3 separate regions of the Mus musculus genome follow, and all the other regions are linked to region 2. The links are chromatin contacts, called in public HiChIP or PLAC-seq and promoter capture Hi-C maps. All regions are on one chromosome and are shown on one strand. Each heading gives the region's core, a stretch centred on a gene start, on an enhancer-like site or on the middle of the called end of the contact. The rest is flanking DNA. Distances are from core to core; before and after follow the strand shown. Region 1 overlaps Rbpms (RNA binding protein gene with multiple splicing). Region 2 has its middle 5.6 kb from the start of Gm39157. Region 3 overlaps Rbpms (RNA binding protein gene with multiple splicing).

Region 1 (3,060 bases), core at 459-2,958, 210 kb before region 2:
ATCTCTGTACAGAGAAATGTTTACGTTGTAACAATAATGCCTACATGCTTTAAGGGCCAAATACAATCACCTGTGGAGTTTGGAAAGACAAAGCAAGTTGTGCACAGCTTTCCAGAGCAGAAACTGACATGCATCAGTGTACTGTGCTATTACTCTATGCTTTTCTGTCTCTCCCAGTTGTTGCAAATATGGAATCTTGGCACATCAACAGCTACTTCCTGTAGAGAACCGTAGGAATGCTTTAGCCTTGTACAGAGTGACCACTTCCTTTTCCCTGTCCTCTGGCAGCAGCATTCTGAGTTGGAAGCATTTATCTAGCAGGGATAAACAACTAAACCTCTTTAGGGAATTCTCTCTGCTTCTTGGCATTCTCCCATTTAGTGCCCTGTGATGCTCAAGTGAGGAGACTCCATCTCTAGATGGGGGGTGCCTTTAATCCATAGGCATGGGCCTGGGATAGTCAGAGTTCCATTTATTATTTTCAAATCTAATAGACATCAAAGAACCACACTCTCCCTGGGAGTGGGACTCGGGCAGAAGGTGGCATCACCTTTATGGTGACAGCAACAGTAGTTCCTTGGTGAGCCTTAGCCTCCTAGTTTGACTTCCTCACATCACTGACCTGCCAAAGGGGCTTCTGCAGAAGCAGTGGTCTCCACACCCCTGCCTTGCTCCCCATAGACAACTGGTCCACACATGCCACAAGTCCTACCTCCTCCTAACCCTGAGCACAATCCATCAAACTGTGCTGCAAGGGTTCCAAGAACAGAACGGATCTGCAATTCTCCTGGCTTAGAGAGCCACCTTAGGAACGCAGCAAGCGAGACAGCAACTGTGACTTAGTGTGATGCTGCTTACAGAGACCCCAAGAAAAAGGACAGGATTGGCAGGAACCTGCTGCTATGGGCTGTGCCTGGTGGAGTGGGGACAACAGTCTACGACAGCCTTTGTGCACTGGGCCTACTTACTGCTCCATAGTCAACTCTCAACATCACTCTATCCCTGCACCAAGGCCTGGGTAGCTCTGTTCCTTACACAGATGCCAACATAGCTCTCACCAACTTCTAACTTTCATTCTAAAGCCATTTTGCCTTAAGTAGCAAAATGAAAATGATTCTTTCAATGGTTTTCCCTATCCTTAGATAGGTTCTCAACATTCCTAATGCTATGAGCCTTTCATGTTATGGTGACCCCTAATCAGAAAATTATTTTGTTACTACTTTGTAACTTTAATTTTGCTACTGTTATAAATCTCAATATAAATATTTGATGTGACCCCGCTAAGAGGGTTGTTGGACTCCCCCAAAGGGGTTGAGGCCTTCAGGTTGAGAACAATGCCTTGGTACATTCAAGACTCTGTCTCAAGCTTTTTTTCTCCTTCCCTTTTCTTACCCTTTACCTCTACCCCAGCATTTATAAACTGTCTTTGAAAACTCAACCTTTTCTAGGTCCCTCAATCCTGAAGGGCTTTTCTCTCAACAATGTTGTAGTCGGCAGAGAGGGCCCTGCACAACCAGCTCAGGGGCAGCCTTCTATAGGAAGCTGATCCCTGTAGGGCAGTAAGCGCTGCACCTCTAACAGGAGCTTTTGAAGTTGGGAAAGGAGAAGTGCAGAAACTATAGTCATCAGCTATCCAGAACCAACCGTGGAGATGTGATTCTCACATGGGAAAAGAATGTAGCCACACTGCCATCTATGTCCCAGACGGAACACAAGGTCAGAACCGAGCTATTTCAGTCCCTGTAAACAAGAGCTTTAGCTAGGAATGGAGTTCAAACCTTGGAATGTGTTAACAAGGACATTTAAACAGAATCCAAAGACATCCGGGAACACAAAGCACCACAGAGAGGGACAGCAGGCTGGGGTGACTAGGGGCAGATTCTTTTCATACAGAGAGCCTTTGGGAAAGGGGGCCCAGAGCAGCGTGTAAATCATCTCTCCAAGCCCAGAGGAAAACGCAGCTGGCAACATGGCTCTGCAAACACCTGACAGACTCCTGCGCTTGAACCAGCTCCTGACGGTTGTCCCAACTTCCGCTTCTACACACACCCTACAATTTAAAAGCAGCAACAATCATGTCAAAGTTGCATGTGTTGGGGGAAGTCCCAGCTGTTCACATGTGAAGCCATTGGAGACTGATAGTTTAAAGCACTGATCCTCAACCTGGGGGTAGGTCAAATGACCCTTTCACAGGGCGTCACCTAAGACCATGGAAAAATAAAGACTTATATAGTTCTTAACAGCAGCAAAATTACAGTTATGACGTAGGAATGAAATTAATTTTGTGGCTGGGGGTCACCACAGCATGAGCAAGTATATTAAAGGTTTGCCATGTTGCCATGTTGGAAGGTTGAGAACCACTGGCTTATAAACTATATAAGCCATTTGACTTCACCTGTTTTTGATGTGTAAGCTCACTAGGGCACTCTGCTGACTGACAGCTGAAGGGTACTTACAGGAGAACAACTGTCTGGGGCTTCTACATGGCTAAGCCACACTCCTGGCCAGGACCAGTTAAGCTTCTCCCCGCAACCCTGCTTTCACCATCTGCATGCGCTCTGCCTAACAGCTTAACTTTAACCTGACATTCAGTTTCGCCAGGTCAGGTAAGAAATATTCCCCCCCACCCCCGCCCTGCTGCCCCGAGTCCAAGTAAACAGGAGACATTTGGCAAATTAGTTTTGATACCTGTCTGCTTAATTTAATCAAGCACACATATTTATGATAAGTGAATATTTGAAACACTTCAGTGTTTGTAGTCTTCGGTAGAAGCCAGTCTCCCTGGCTGTTTACTCATCATTTTATCCCTAAGGGCAAATGGACCACCTTCCCTCCTCAGCTCAGGTGTGCCTCAGTCTGACAAGGATGGCTCACATGAGATCACCTTAGATCGGTGTCACCTTAGATTGGAGACAAGAACAGCCTTTACATTCTTGCCTGTCTGTAACCACAGTACCAGTGCCCCCCACCCCCCTCCCACTGCCATCACCTGGTGAGCATTCCAGGGGCACGTGACCCTCTAGTCCTCAGCCCCTGCCTCCACCTACTACTTTAATATTA
Region 2 (2,815 bases), core at 204-2,703:
TAGTGCGTCACTCTAACTCCAGCTCCATATGCTTTTCTGGATTCCGCCTTTCCCCTTTCTCAATCCGTGAAGAGAAGCATCCAGGCCCAGGGCAGCCCACCTCCTACCCTACCCCCGAGCACCTCCATTTTGGAGTCCGTAGAGGAAGCCTCCGCCTGCCCCTCTCCTCAGGAAGTGCAAGGCCTGCTGTTTGTTGTGTTCTCTCCCAGCCAAGACTTGAGCCTGTTTTTGCGCGTCTGCAATTCTTACAATTTAGGGTCGTCTTGGTCAGGTTTATTTCCTCTTCCACTTAAAGAATTAAATGGGCAGGTACAGTCTCCAGCTACGGGTGGCGCAGGGAACCTCTCTGAGCACACAAAATCAGCAGGCGAGCTGGGCTCCAGGTTCTCCTAGCATCCTTCAGTCCCTACCTGGTACAGGGCGTGGCTGGCCATACCCCGCCCTCTACCCTGAATTTTCCAATCCAGGGGTGGGCTTCCTCTCACCCACCAGCTCAACACTATATAGTCCAGACATTTTGGTCCCCCACCTCTTTCTTCTCTCTCCCTCTCCTCTGCCTCCTGTTTTTCTTTCTCCCAGTCTGCAAGGCGACTTCACTGACCCCCTCCTGTGAGGTTCCTGACCCCCCACCCCCAGCTCCCCTCTTCATAAACCCGCCTTTAAAGTTTAATTAGGCTTGAATTGGCTCATTTCATGGGCAGAGATAAGTTATCAAAGGGTGACAACCAGCTTTTGTTAGAAGTGAGCACACACACACACACACACACACACACACACACACAGAGCAAGACCCTTGGCAGACAGGGATGGGACACTCAGAAACCTAAAATGACTTCTTTTCTTGAGGGCTGAGGGCTGGTCTTTGAGGGGGTCTTCATCCTCTAAATTAGGGCTGCTTAGTTTGAACAAAGACAGGGAGGCTGACAGGCCCACGGTTTGGGGTGGGAGGGGCAAACATGTCCCCAGTCTGGTCTTGAATTTCTCAGACCCGCCAACTGTCAGGGTCCACTACCCCAGGGTGGAGGTGGGGTGGGGTGGGGGTGGGGAAATCAGTCAGTCCTTTAGGTCTCCATCTTAGGTCAGAGGAAGCCGGAAGTTTGCCATCTCATCTTCCTTATCTATTTCTGGCGGATCTCCCTATCTGCCAGTCTATCAGGGCTGTGTCTACCTCCTAGGGCCTCACTCCAAGATGAGAGGGAAGCCCAGAGCCACTGCATTTGGATAAGGTTCAGGCTTTTCACAGACAAGGAAGGGACTGTTGTAGACTTGGGACAGATAGCAAGAAAGGACACCCAGAGCCACCAGGATAGCCGCAAGCAAGGGCAACAGCAAGCCCGGGACAGAGCTGGCACAAGGGATGGAGTCGCGAGCACAAACAGCCAAGGGCAAGGTGTGGAATGTGTTAAGGTGAACGGAATGTAATGAAGGGACTCCAGTGTTTACTCTGAAGCAGGCCAAACATGGCAGGACCGAAGCCAGAGTGGAAAGGATTGTTATCTAAGGCCAGCCTGGGGAGAGTGCGGAGGGAGGTGTTGGGCGTGGGTGACGGCTGATGGCCCAGAGCACATTCCAGCTTGCAGATAAGTGGAAGCAGAAAGGCCAGGCACCATTCAGCGGAAGTCTGTGATTTCACTCCTAATGTCAGTGAAACTAAAGCACAGAGGACGCCCCTCCCCACTTTTATAGTACTTGGATGGAGCCTTTGTTCGGATCCTTGTGCTAGTGAGTCTTGTACCACCAATTTAAAGGGTTGTTTTGTCTGTTTTTGCTTTTTGTTCTTGTTTTTGTTTTGTTTTGTTTTTTGAGACAAGGTCTCACTATGTAGCCCTGACTGTCCTGAAACTCACTCTGTAGACCAGTCTGTCCTCGAACTCACAGAGACCCTCTTGCCTCTCGAATAGTGGGATTAAAGGTTTAAGCCACCACGCCTGGTTCCTTAGAGAACATTCCAGGTCATGTTGATCCCTCCCTTCACACTGGGACAGACACTTTGCTGTCAGCTCCCTGGGAAACGCAGCTGCCCCAGCTCTGGAGACAAGCTCTTGTGCTTCAGCTCCTCTTAACCCAAAAATGAAAATGACAAAAATTAAGGTTATTTATTTAATATTTTTGAGACAGGTCGAACTAGGTAGCCCGCTGGTTTGGAGCTTCATTATGTAATCTGAAACTCACAGAGATCCACCTGTCTCTGCCTCCGGGGCACTGGAATTAAAGGTGGGAGTCACCACAGCCAGTTTACTAGTTTTTGACTTTTCTTATTTCCAATGGCAGGTAGGTTTTGGTTTTTTCCACATTTGTTTGTTTAATTTACATTTGATTGTCACCTTTTATTGGACCATCAAGTCTCGGTCAGGATTTAAAAAGATTCCGCTTTAACTGAACTCTTCAAGGTTGGTAAGTAAAGTGCTTTCCAGGGCAGTAGGTGTGGTATCCTAGCTCACTTGTTTGAATTTCTGGTAAGAAATGCTGAAAAGAACACAGGCTTCTGGCACCAGATTAACCCAACCATGTTCCCTTTGCCCACTGATGGGCTTAAGGTACTGGCCACAACCTCTGAAAGACTCCAGCTTTTGTGGGTGAGACCCACCATCAATACCCAGTTCTGCAGGTCTTCCCACTTAACGCCCATGAGTTTCTTCTCCTTCCGTGGCAGACTGACACCTGCTTGAAGATTTTTTTACTGAAACCATCAATCTCCTTCCGTTAGCTGACAGCCACGGGGGCCGCCCCTGACAGCAGCGTAGTAATAAATCCTCAACAGTGATAAATGTATGTCCCCTGGATAAACTTGATTCCTTTTGTTGACTTCACCTTG
Region 3 (3,106 bases), core at 208-2,707, 190 kb before region 2:
CCAAAACATTAAGTTTCCAGAACAAAACACCACTCGGCTAGTAAGGGGCCGCCCACTCTGCTCCCTCCAGTTAGCATCTCGGAAGCCATCTTTGCCTCAGAGTCTCTTCTGACAGATTTCTCATCTACTTAGAGGGGAAAGTTCCAAGGAGTCATTAGAGCGAGGCCTCTCCGAAATTCCAGTAAGAGCAAGTCTCTGGTGAGCCAGCGCCTTGCTGTGTTAGCCAGCAAGGAGAACAGGTGACACTTGCTCGGGTCACCTGTGGAAGCGCTGCGCTTTGGGGACAACCTTCCATCTTCTCAGACCCGTTTCCTCATTGTACAATGGGCTGGGCCTGCTGTCTATAAAGCCTCTACTGGGTCACTCCAAGTCCCAGCCTGGACCAATACATTCGACAAGAATGTTCTCTTAAGTGACTCCAGAGAAGAAGTGGGATTCCAAGACACAGGCCTCTCACCACCGCAGGTCAGAGTTCCACCCAGTCTAGGCTGATGGCTGAGTCAAGAGGATGCCGGGCTGGGTAAGTCTCAAGAGAAGGGGGCCATCTAGGTGATGCGAGCCAGTGAGGCACACGGCCAAGATCCAGCGAATCTTGCACTGTCTCTCCATCCTTTCTCAGTGGCGTAGACTTCCTAACTCTCCCACGAGATCCTTGTTAGAACCTTCACCCTCCATATTCCCCAGTCACTCCTGAGTCCATCTGTTACATCAGGACCAGAGCCAGCGATCCCCGTTCTTTCTGGACACTGCCAGGTCCTGATTCTCCAGGGCAGTGGTGAATGGCCTGGTTGCGGACTACCCAAAGCCACAGATTCTATAGACTATGTGTAACCTTCTATCATTCTATGATGCATGCCTGCCCCTAGTGGCCTCAACTGTTGGTTGCTCCTTTTGAGAGGGGGCACAGCACCCGCACATGAGGTATGGGACACACACAAAAGGGGCTTTTAGTTGCTCTTTGCTGTCAACAAAGATCAAAAATATAAAGGACTAAGTGACAGACAGTCACAATTTAGCCCCCCACTTGCCCGCTATCTGTCGGCTATGACGGCTACTGAATACTGAGGCAGGGATACTGGGCAGAGCACAGAAAAGCAAAAGGCACGTCTGGTCGTTGACTTCAGCTTGTTTCCTGGACCACGGCCACTGCCGGCCACTCCCTGCCACCTTCAGCACGTTTTTCCTCATTCCTCACACTGCTGTGTAGCTTCCCCAGGGAGGATATTTTGGCCTGTGGCACAGGCACTGACTGAGGGCTTCCTGCCTGCCTACAGCTGATAGGCCCCCGGAGAGCAGCTCAGAAGGGCAGCTGCCAATGCAGGCAAGAAACCCACTGCTCTGTCAGATTTAGAGTTAAAGAGCACTCAGCCCTAAGCACTTGGGGCTGCTCACAGGGGTTTCTTACAGGGGCCTTAACCAGGACTGTCCTGTGCAACATGTTTCACCAAGCCCTGGAAACAAATACCAGGCAAAATAAACATAGCCCCACCTGACCGGGCTGATAAGCTAAAAAGATCGACTGTATTTGTCTAGTGTGCATTTGTGTGTAGAAGGCAAGGGACAACCGGAAGTCAGTTCTCTCTTCCATCGTGTGGGTCCTGAGGACTGAACACAGGCTTTGGCAGCAAGCCTGAGGAGCCATCTCGTCAGCCCCATAGCCCCGCAAGTTTTAAAAGGCCAGGCGGAATGGAGGATTAGTGAGAAATACGTACAAGTGTTTTACTTGTTAATGACTGGCATTTTCCATAGGTCAATCAAATGAGGGGTTACTTCCAAGGGTGAAGGTCAGCTCTGATTATTATCCTCATACGAGACAGACCTCAGGGAACCACAGCATCCGGGGGAGAGGAACCTTCCTATGCCTCAGACTGTTCTTAACTAAGCAAGAGAAGCTCGCAGCAGATGGCTACCTTTGCCACACACTGGGCAATGAACAAGCTTTTGTCTTTCCTAGAATATGTTTCAGGCTTCTCCATGGAAGCCTCTCTCTGGTCTCTCAGCTCCCTGGGGACAAGAGCGCAAGCCTTTTAATCCACACACGCCAAGCACACATTAAAACCTGTGTCAAGTGCACGCCTCCCTTCCACACCGGATGCATGGACACACGCACTCACGCACGCCTTATGCCCCTGTGGTGCCCTTTTGCTAGCTGGGAGCCAAGGAGGGAAACCTGCTCGGTCTTTGAGTGTGGCATGAGGGTGAGATCATTAGGGAAGAGAGAGGTGGTCCTTTGGGGGCAGACATCAGGCAGTGGGTGGGGTCATGGCTGTCAGATGGTCCTCGGAGGTCCCGGAAGGGGGTCAGCTGGTCGGAGAGGGAAACCATTCACTTCCTGGAGGTGGATCTGTTAGCTGGGTAGGTGTTAGTCACATGGTGTGCTCTGGGGGACCGGGTCTGAAAGGGCTGGTGGTGGGGTGAGTGGAGAGGTGGCCGATGGGCATAAATTACCTGGGCATGCAGTGAAGCGGGGTAGGTGAAAGCGGCAGGAGGAGGAAGAGCAGGCGCTAACTCCGCTGGGTACAGAGGGTACGGGGCCCAAACTTCAGGGCTACTGGGGTAAAGTGCAGGTACTGTGAGCTCATCTGCAAGAGAAGAATAAGGGAGAGTTAGAGGTTACCACAGGGCTGTGTTCACATCGGAAAACTAACACCCAGCAACCCTTGAGCCCGATCAATGCCAGAGGTCAGAGGTCAAACACCCTCCTCCTCCTCGTCCTCCTCCCCCCCACAATCTGATGCTTTGCTTCCCACAAACTCTAAGCAAAGCACTTTAAGTACAGAGCAAATTTGTTTAGCGTCTGCTGCCTGCCTGGCGAGGTCGGTCGTGGGTCTGGGCTCTGCCCTCGAAGCTGTGTTGTCTCTCCAGCTTTTTAGCTGGGGACCCAAGAACAGTGGGAACTTCCTGCTGAAACAGAGCATGGTCCCCTGAGGAATGGAAGAGAGAGAGAGAGAGACAGACAGACAGACAGACAGACAGACAGACAGACAGACACAGTGTGTGCCTGCAGGAGACATCTCACGAGAACCTTCTGCATGCCTTTCAGGGAACGATGGGTTACCGGCGGGACCCCAACAGGCCAGACCTCCAAGGCCGTGTGTGTGGATAT

What was found. HiChIP or PLAC-seq counts read pairs in DNA pulled down with a chosen protein or histone mark. Capture Hi-C pulls out chosen DNA fragments and counts their contacts.
Region 1: a contact with region 2 is called in an H3K27ac HiChIP or PLAC-seq map of heart atrium, with 9 read pairs. The contact joins two enhancer-like sites. A contact is called at or near these places in 1 of 484 Hi-C or Micro-C datasets (nephron progenitors), 6 of 115 datasets of contacts at active chromatin or transcription factors (embryonic stem cells, heart atrium, liver and 2 more) and 1 of 9 other capture datasets (pancreatic islet).
Region 3: a contact with region 2 is called in a promoter capture Hi-C map of liver. The contact joins two enhancer-like sites. A contact is called at or near these places in 2 of 484 Hi-C or Micro-C datasets (cardiomyocytes and liver), 3 of 115 datasets of contacts at active chromatin or transcription factors (heart atrium, liver and pancreatic cancer cells) and 3 of 9 other capture datasets (adipose tissue, liver and pancreatic islet).

What each region holds. Positions count from the first base shown.
Region 1 is chr8:33,784,818-33,787,877 of GRCm38.p6, forward strand. All of the region lies in intron 7 of Rbpms (RNA binding protein gene with multiple splicing), which reads right to left. Among named protein-coding and RNA genes, the nearest start is that of Smim18, 39 kb to the left of the region's middle. Within about 2 kb of position 1,709, at least 49 of the 459 cell types and tissues checked have an H3K27ac peak or open chromatin away from gene starts, as enhancers often do. A contact at or near this core is called in heart atrium and liver, where this site is marked.
Region 2 is chr8:33,991,673-33,994,487 of GRCm38.p6, forward strand. No RefSeq gene overlaps it. Among named protein-coding and RNA genes, the nearest start is that of Gm39157, 5.6 kb to the left of the region's middle. Within about 2 kb of position 1,454, at least 98 of the 459 cell types and tissues checked have an H3K27ac peak or open chromatin away from gene starts, as enhancers often do. A contact at or near this core is called in adipose tissue, heart atrium, liver and 1 more, where this site is marked.
Region 3 is chr8:33,804,269-33,807,374 of GRCm38.p6, forward strand. It overlaps Rbpms (RNA binding protein gene with multiple splicing), which reads right to left. Exons shown (of 8, transcript NM_001042674.2): 6 at 2,449-2,582. Among named protein-coding and RNA genes, the nearest start is that of Smim18, 58 kb to the left of the region's middle. Within about 2 kb of position 1,458, at least 54 of the 459 cell types and tissues checked have an H3K27ac peak or open chromatin away from gene starts, as enhancers often do. A contact at or near this core is called in adipose tissue, liver and pancreatic cancer cells, where this site is marked.